Linked DNA regions of Mus musculus: region 2 is linked to region 1. Evidence: chromatin contacts called from public Micro-C data. All regions are on one chromosome and are shown on one strand. The core of a region is the stretch at or near the end of the contact, and the rest is flanking DNA. Distances in the headings are between cores, read along the strand shown.

Region 1 (4,470 bases), core at 1,146-3,645:
AGTTGCATATTTCTTGACATATGCACGCTTGTGTGTTTTGCTAGCTCTGCCTTGGTCCATTGAAAGAAATCTTAAATAAAGGTCCAAACTTAGTAGGCTTGCTAAGCTTCCAGTTTCCTAGCAATGGAAGGTGTTCTAAGTCCTTACCGTTTTGGCAAGGATGGATACTTAAATATACATTGCCATTGGGGTTAGCTTGTATCGCGTATCTCCTGGCTCTCATACACCCTGGACAAAGCAAATTGGCTAGGGGGAGAGCATTTGTTCAGAAGAGCGCATCCTATGGGTTGGTGATATTGTGGTTTGTTCTAAGCTTTATTTAGCAGAGGCCTTAATCATCAACTTGGACCTATCATATTCACTCCCTTAGAGTTTTAACAGTGAGGTATTGTATTTGTTTGCCATAGCTGCTACACCAGGTATAAGAGACTATGTGGATTAAATAACAAATGTAATTTTCTTACAGCTCCAAGTGGTAAAAGTTTGACAACAAGATGTTAATAATGTTGGTGACTTCTGAAGCCTCTTCCCATGGCTTGCAGAGGGCCACCACCTCCCCAGGTCTTCACTTCCCTTTGTGTGCACCAATCATGTCAGATTTACACTCTTATTTTTTATAAGGACCATGTGTTAACTGAATCAACCCTTTAGAGACCCGGAGACCCTATCTGCAAACACAGCTACACTCTGAGGCACTGGGTTGAGGGCCTCAGCTTATGACCTTGCAGGAGTAACGATTCAGCCCATAGTAGACACAAAGAGAATGAGTCCCTTGGTGAAAAGTAGACATTGCCCTATATGAAGAGAGCGCCAAAAGAAGCGAGAGCTTTTATGAGTTGAAAATGATCAGGAGTGAATGTATAAGCCATGTTTTAAACCCATCTCAAACAGCCTTCTTTGAGTTAATACACATAAACTACTTGGTTTCCTGGCTTGGGCAAATCTATTGGCTAGAACCACAAAGGCACAAGCAACAGTAGGAAGTGTAGACAAGAGGGAGGTCAAACAGAAACACTTCTACAGACCAAAGGGTCAAATCATAATCAGACCTAGTTAAAAAACTCAACAGTAAGAAAACAAATCATTCCATTAAAAATGCAGAAAGTGGGCAGGAGAGATGGCTCAGTAATTAAGAGCGCTGGGTGCTCTTCTAAAGGATCAGATTTCTATTCCCAACTCCCACATGGCGGTTCACAACCTTAAGTAATTCCAGTTACAGAAGATCTGAAGCCCCCCCCCCCCTGGCTTCCTTGGGTACAAGGTACATCCACGATGCGTTTATATACACGCAGACAAAACACGCATACATAGAAGATAAGACACAAAACTTTATGGATGGACAAAGCATACGAAATGGCATTTATTCAGATGGCCAGCTGGCACATCACTAATCCTTAGGCAAAGGCAAATGAAGACAACCATAAGATATCACCCCGCAATGGTTAGAGAGGCTTTTATTTAAAAGATGAATGCTGGGCCCACTAGCTGATAGTAAAGGTGACTGCTTCCTACCCTAAGGACCTGAGTTCAAACTCTAGGCCTCGAATGACGGAAGGAAATGTATGCTTGTTGTGTGTCAGTTTCTTTGTGGATGGCTGCCTATATGCAGCGAGGGTAGGTACAAGACAAAGTGAGAGCCCGTGATTGGGCAGTGGAAAAAGAAGGGGACTGAGAATTTTAGAGTCTAGGACAGAGGGACAGAGAGGAGAGGAGAAGGGAAGGAGAGGAAGAGATAAGATGGAACCTAAAGGAGAGGAAGAGGAGCTGGACCCACACAGTCCTGGGAGCCATAAGTGTTGGGGATTTCTTAGATAGATGACTAACTAACTAATAATTCGGATGCATCTACCCCATCTAGGTGTGTAGCTTGTGTTTATATCAATTGAGTTGTGAGTTCATTGTGCGGGTGTTTTGTGGGTTGAGAATTTACTAATATCAATCTGACTGATATTTTAAAAGCCTTTAGAGTTTTGATTTTACCAGGTTCCTGGGATTTGTGACTGCTAACCACAGGGAATGGGAGCAGAATCCACAGCAAGAGAACCACAAGATAGGTGGTCGCTGCATGGGGCTAGCCATGAAGGCAGTGAGATCACGGGGGCCAGAGAGTAGCTGGCGCTAGCTCGGGATGGTGGCTTTTTAAATATTTCCCGCTACATTTCCTCCTAGGTTGAAACATTTCATCCTGTAGGGAAGATCCTTAAGCCAGAGGGTAACACCTCAAAATAGTTTCAGGAAGTCCCTGAAACTCCCAGATTTCATTAGGCTCCCTCCCTCTCGGAGGAAGCAATATAGTCAAACTGCAAAGAACCCTCTGAGACAAGCCAGGCTGCCTGGAGGAGTCAGACAGACTGACTCCCTTGGAAAAGGGACTCTCCAACCTGTTGAGCTGCCCGCAGGCTGTGCAGTGCACTCTGGTTTTTGTGAGCTGTCACCTTTGCTAGTAGGCCTGGGTGATGAGGCTGTCTTTGAGTCATTTTTGATGCTGTTAGTCACCCTTCACCTACATTCCTGTAAGTAACCCTCAGAACTCTCATTGGTTCGCCAAATTGGACTTCGGTGATGCAGGGACTCCAGCTAGCCCGAGCATGGCAAATATGGCTCTGGCAGGCCTTGACCTTCTCCCCAACCCCTCCTGCCTTGCTAAAAATTGTTAGATTAAACTCCTTAAAATTTTTATTTATTCTATGTATATGAGTACACTGTAGCTGTCTTCAGATGCACAAGAAGAGGGCATCGGATCCCATTACAGATGGTTGAGAGCCACACTGGGATTTGAACTCAGTACCTCTGGAAGAAGAGTCAGTGCTCTTAACCACTAAGCCATCTCTCCAGCCCCTAGATTAAATTCCTAAAGCTAAACCCACCACAGTTCATTCCCTTATTTGGCCACTTTCTCTCCTTGAGGCTGACTACCAAGGTCTATCTATCAAAGTATTGGAGACTTGCAAGCAAATCCACCTTTGACTTACCTAATTAACATGCCCAATCAAGATTAAACACCTCATCTTAGCATGGGGTTTCCTCTTTTACCTTTATAAACTGCTATTTTCCTATGTGCCATGTCTGTGTTTCTCTATCCATAGGCAATCCTTTGTCCCACTCCAGAACAAATAACCCTGCCCCCTTCCTCATTCCCTTCCTCTTCTCCCTTGTCCTCTGCCCCCCGCATTCCCTTCCTCTTCTCCCTTGTCCTCTGCCCCCCCATTCCCTTCCTCTTCTCCCTTGTCCTCTGCTTCCCCCCCCCCCATTCCCTTCCTCTTCTCCCTTGTCCTCTACCTCCTGTCCTTGTCTCTTATTCCCTGTCCTTTGTCCTTCTCAGGAAATAAATCTCCTTTGGGTTGAGAACTTTGTCTTGGAGGTCCCAAGCCAATACCTTCACAATACAATCACTTCAGGTGGTATCCATACTTTGGCCTATTGTGGACTCAGTGTCTGGGATGAGGAGACATGCATATTGTATCTCCTCAGGAAAAAAATCTTGTCATACTACATCTCCTACAGATAAGTAGATAAATGATAGATAGATAGATAGATAGATAGATAGATAGATGAAAGGCAGATAGATAGGATGTAAAATCCATGAATTCTAAGTGTTGACTACAATGTAGGGAAAAGGGAAGGCAGCTGTTTTGCAGTTGTATGAAGGGCTCTTTAAAAGCCACAGATAGGAATGATCCAGAATCATACAAAAATGATCTCAAAATCAAAGGAGCTTGCGACAGAAGGGGCCTGAGGGGCAGAGTGGAATCACTGTGGCTTCACGGGATTAAAATACAGGGAGGCATCGAGACAGCATTTGTACCTTGAGGGTGGTGACTTACGATTCTTGGGTGCACTTAGCCATAAGAAACTTTTTAGAGAATAGACTCTTCGAAGAGGAAAGGGAACAGGGAAATACAATAATATTTCTTGTGCTCTTGTGTGCTTTGGAAACTTGTTTGAAGATATTATTTTTAAAATTGGGAATTATAGAGAGTTTCAGCAGTACAACAAACATCCTCTTTCCCAGGGTATTATTTTGAAGGCTGATGCCCACATGGAGTCTGTTCAGGTATGTGTGTCTATATTCATTTTTCTGAACACCTACATGGATTGGGAGTCATTAATGAGTAAGTTACAGCCTCCCCTCATGGCATTTGTGATGCACTTGGGAAAGCAGATATGTAAAGAGTGAATTTTATTACACTGAGATTAGTGTTGTGATAAAACTCCTACCACCCACAAAGCCCTTTGATTGTAGAATATGCGGCCTTCCTCTCACTAGGTTTGGCAAGATACTGTAGATAAGTAAATACATTTATTTCCTTACATGTTTTTTTTAAGTCATCTTCTCGGGAGCTTAGAGAAAGCTGTATGGGGAGTAGACATTTCAAGCAGGTCTGAAGATAATTTAATAATCACTCACACACAGAGATACATTCAGTAATACTTCTTACAGTGACAATGGAGGAAATCGGCATTGGTTAC
Region 2 (4,470 bases), core at 1,441-3,940, 38 kb after region 1:
CCCACCATGATGGCAACGAACTAAACATCCTTAGTGTAAACCAGCCACAATTAAATGTTTTCTTTTATAAGAGTTGCCATGATCGTGGTGTCTCTTCACAGAAATAGAAGCCCTAAGACACATGGAAACACTTGGATCCTTCCAAGTCTGTCACTTCCTATTTAGATGCAGAACAAAATTTTCTTTTTCTTGTCTTCACTACTGAGGCAATAATCTCCTGAGGTCTTTATTTAACCTCCATTCATTATTAGACTTGGCACTGTGAGAGATGGAACACAAACTCTTTCCATCTCTGTGCAGTCTCTTGGTCCTGAGCCACAGCTTCCTCTGTGTGGGTCTTTCCCAGGCTCTCATACTCCACATATGTGTGCCAATCAGCATTCAGGGGCAGAGTCAAGGTAGACTGGTCATCGTTCAAATGCTGCAGTTCTTTCTCTACAGTGTCCTGTTCTTGAAGGTGACACTGAATTTTAGTCACTTTGACTTTGTAGAAGTCCCAGTTCCACGTAACCAAATCAGTCAAGCTGTCAGAAGCCACAAAGGTTTCCCAGCTCTGCACTGAAACCTGGGGACTTTCTCCAATTGGTGAGCTGAGTTTGGATCAAGATGACTTCCTCAGGGACACGGCCCCCAAGGAAAAGACACACACAGCTGCTTTAGTGATCAGCATCTGAAAACCACTGAACCATGTATGTCCTCTTCTTTTGGTTTGATGTAGAGTACATCTGTACCATGTCCTGAACTTGGCTAAGAAGGGAACATCTCTTAGAGATGTTTTAATTTCTTTTTAAAAACTGAGTGTAACCTTTAACATATTTAAATGATGTTTTCATTTATTAGACCTTCCTTTATGTTTTGCTCCTGTTTCTATATCAGGCATTCCTTTTCCATCTCTAAGAATTCTTTATGTTATAAAAATTGGCATCTTTTTTTTTTAAATAAATCCTTTCTTGTCTCTAATTTGTATGTCTTCACTTTGTTTAGAATTAGTACTCATTCTAGAGTGGTTAGGGAAAACAGTAAGAATGCCCAGCGTGAAGTTTCTCAGTAGTTTGTTAAGTGCAGTATTATGTGTTTAGACAAGATTCATTTTATTTACAAATGTTTTGACCAACGATTAACACATTTTAAGCTTCCCAAGCTGAGGGATGAGATGAGCCACATTATTTAAGACTTTTATCGATGGATTATTTGGGGTGGGTCATGGAGGTGAATCAAATGAATTAGTTTCCCTCCGTCTCAGGATAGAGTTTCATTTGAAGTCAGACTCTCAAGGGATCTCCCCACATGAAGGCAAAGGAATATCATCCTTATCAACTCCTAATTGGAAAGCAGCATCCCCTGCCATTATCCACACAGGCAGGCAGCCAACCATTAGAGTGTCAGCAGGAGAGCCAGTGGCCTCGTCACCTAGAAGAAAGCACACACGTTTCCATCTTATTCTCTAGATACTAAAAGGGGACAGGTGTACAGTTTCTGCTGTTCAGTATTCATAGTCACATTAAGAATTATGGCTGAGATTAACATAGTGCCAGGTCTTGCTATTTAAATTCATTAATAAGAAGCATTATTCTTTAAAATAAGCATGTTTAAAATAGTTGATTAACTATATTTCAACAAAATTAATTTTCTTTGTCACGTACCTTCTAACTTTGAATAAGCATGGTTTTGAGGATCAGTCTTTTCAATGGCTAAAGTGATAAAATAGACGCCTGGTTGGAGGCATCTTAAGAAGAGACTGGGTAGCCATAAAGCACTTCCTGTTTTTGTTTTTTTTTTTGTTTTTTTTGTTTTTTTTTTACTTCCAGCTCCACCGCAGCTGGATGACCCCGGGCGTAACCTGACTCTCAGAAAATCTGACCTTCTGTACACATTTCAAGCCCAGTGAACTGCAGGAATCCTGCAGTTCTGACTCGATGGCTTCCATCAGGAACGAGCTCACTAGATTTGAGGGCAGATAGGTCTCTGCAAGGCTTCACTGCCTGCAGGCCAAAGCAGCTCTCCTTTCCTGATGAGACCATGCCAAGATGACTTCCCACACAAAGGAAACGGTTTCCCGGCTGACATTCCTGCTTGGGGCTACTTTCATTTAATCAGCACCATCCAACCTCTGGGTTGGAACGCATTATATTCAGGGCACAAGGGCTGTATCATCTCACTGGTTCCTGCCTCTGCCCTCCCGATCCCCCTTCTTCATCCGCACCCTCTCCAGCTGGGGCAGGTGATGAAGCCAGGAGACTGCTAGGCTCCAGCATCCTGGCCTTGCCAACCCCTGCTGAGACAAGCTATCAGTTTTCACTCTTGACAAAACAGGACACAAAATCAAATCCAAAGCAAAGGTCACTTGGAGTTGAAGTCTCTGATCTTGCCATTCTTTGAGACCAATACTCTCTGACCCAGAACTCTTTCTTTAAGATAAACCCAATGAGCAAAACTTTGGTTTTTGTTTTTGTTAGCTGAGGAATTTTTGCTGCACGTGTTGCTACTTTTTGCTTTAACTTAGCATAAAAAAACCAGCATTTATGGTTTCCCAAGTGCTTTCTTGTAATTACTTAATTGTGAGCACAAGTAACGGTGGACATCAGGTTTTCTTGTTCCCATCTGACATATAAGAGTATCTGATGGCCACGAAGACAGCTCAGTGGGTAAAGGTGCACGGTGACGGTTAGGTTTCGTTTTCAACTTGAAATGACTTAAGAGTCATGGGGAAGTGAGTCTCAGTGAGGAAGTGACTGTATCGGATTGGTATGTGGACTTGTCTATAGGGACTGCCTTAATTAAGTCAACTGAAGTAAGAAGACCCAGCCCACTGCGGGTGGCACATTCCTTAGGCAAGGTTGCTCTGGAATCAAATAAAGGTATATAAAAGTCCTGCTGAGCAGTAAGCAACCAAACAAGGAAGAATTCATGCATTTATTTCTGTCTGCTTTTGACTGTGGATGTGACTAGCTGTTTGAAGTTCCTATCCTGACTTTCATCCAGTGACTGACTGTAATCTGGAACTGTAAGCCAAATCAACCATTTCTTTCCTAAGTTTTACACAAACACACACACACACACACACACACACACACACACACACACACACTTTTTTTTTGTTTTTTGTTTTTTTTTCAAAAGCCATCTTAGCTCCAGATAGTTTTGAGACATGAGCTGGGAGTCTGGTATGCCTACCTCCAGAGGCAATGTTAGTTCTACTGCCTCCAGCTATAGGATGAGATGAATGTATACATTCACTGAAGACACCGCAAACCAGTACTCACTTAATTTTTATGTGTTCTATTTATAAGGTTCATCCCTTTCAGATAAAAATCACATGACTTCAGTATATTTGGAAATTTCAGGTTGTGGTGATAACTCAGTTGTAAAATACTTTCAGTACTAGGGAAGAAGAGATAGGTAAACCCTAGGGCTTGCTGGCCAGCTAGTCTGGCTTAGTGGACAAATTCTGAGACAATGACAGGCACTATCTCAAAGAAAATAAGGTGGACATTACTCAAGGAGTGACAGCTAAAGTGTGCTCAAGTACACACACACACACACACACACACACACACACACTACATTATATAAACAGATATTTAGAAGAACGTTTACGTAAGTCAGTTTAGTAAAGTAATAAATCCCTCCCTTGAGCATTATGACCACCCTAGGCATAGTTCTTGATAAGGTTCACAGTACCAGTACGGGTTCTTCTGGGGAGCAGGTCCTGAATTCACTTAGAGGATGACTGGTTACCCTCATAACCATTGTGCTACAATGACACAGATGGGGACCTCTTTGCTTGGCCAGTTGGTTTTATAGTTTGTAGCATTCACAGATGGGTAAGACTACTGGTACCCTTCCCCTCCCAGTTGTCTGCTTAGCAACCTCCAGCACTTTGAAAGCTAACCCCCAGAGAGGATCTTTCTAGCTCAGTTCCAGCTTGCCTCTGTCTAGCAACCAAGGTGTGGGGTGTCTTCAGCATTGGGGTCTTATCCTCTAGAACTGACAGTCTTCGTGTTCATTTTTAGCTTGATTTTCCTGGAACTGTAAAAGTCTGGGTTTGTGATTCCTTATAACGTCACTTATTCCCAAACCTCTGTAGTGATCATTTTGGGCAGTTTGAGAATGCATGGGTCTCTAAGCTCTGCCATAACTCTAGTCACCAAGACTTCTCAGGAGCACTCACTAACTACTGGTCCCTTGAAAGCATCCCTCGTTTATTCAGATCACTAAGCCACTGGTTTGATGCTTGTGGATCATCATCCTTGAGGATGTCCTTTTGGGGTTCAACCTTGACTTCCCAGTGAGCCTCCTTCAGTAACCCTTTGTGAGGAAGGCAGAGGGAGCCAGAAGTCGCCTGCTGCTGAGAGCCAGTCAGGTGGAAAGAACCCTTCTAGAGTTTGTTATGTGTGGAATCTCATGAATTCACTGTGTTGGCCCTATGAAGTAAGGAAAGAAAGCTCCAGGTGTTGATCACACTCCTGA

What was found. A called contact is a pair of places that touch in the nucleus more often than the background predicts.
Region 2: a contact with region 1 is called in a Micro-C map of trophoblast stem cells, with 6 times the contacts expected there. The contact joins two enhancer-like sites. A contact is called at or near these places in 1 of 15 datasets of contacts at CTCF or cohesin (the NIH/3T3 cell line), 18 of 484 Hi-C or Micro-C datasets (the AtT-20 cell line, the G1E-ER4 cell line, Sertoli cells and 6 more), 2 of 115 datasets of contacts at active chromatin or transcription factors (embryonic stem cells and trophoblast stem cells) and 1 of 9 other capture datasets (embryonic stem cells).

What each region holds. Positions count from the first base shown.
Region 1 is chr15:51,912,221-51,916,690 of GRCm38.p6, forward strand. The region is part of intron 1 of Gm34678 (a long non-coding RNA gene); the gene reads right to left. Among named protein-coding and RNA genes, the nearest start is that of Gm34678, 4.0 kb to the right of the region's middle. Within about 2 kb of position 2,396, at least 6 of the 459 cell types and tissues checked have an H3K27ac peak or open chromatin away from gene starts, as enhancers often do. A contact at or near this core is called in extraembryonic ectoderm and trophoblast stem cells, where this site is marked.
Region 2 is chr15:51,949,886-51,954,355 of GRCm38.p6, forward strand. No RefSeq gene overlaps it. Among named protein-coding and RNA genes, the nearest start is that of Gm34678, 34 kb to the left of the region's middle. Within about 2 kb of position 2,691, at least 49 of the 459 cell types and tissues checked have an H3K27ac peak or open chromatin away from gene starts, as enhancers often do. A contact at or near this core is called in extraembryonic ectoderm and trophoblast stem cells, where this site is marked.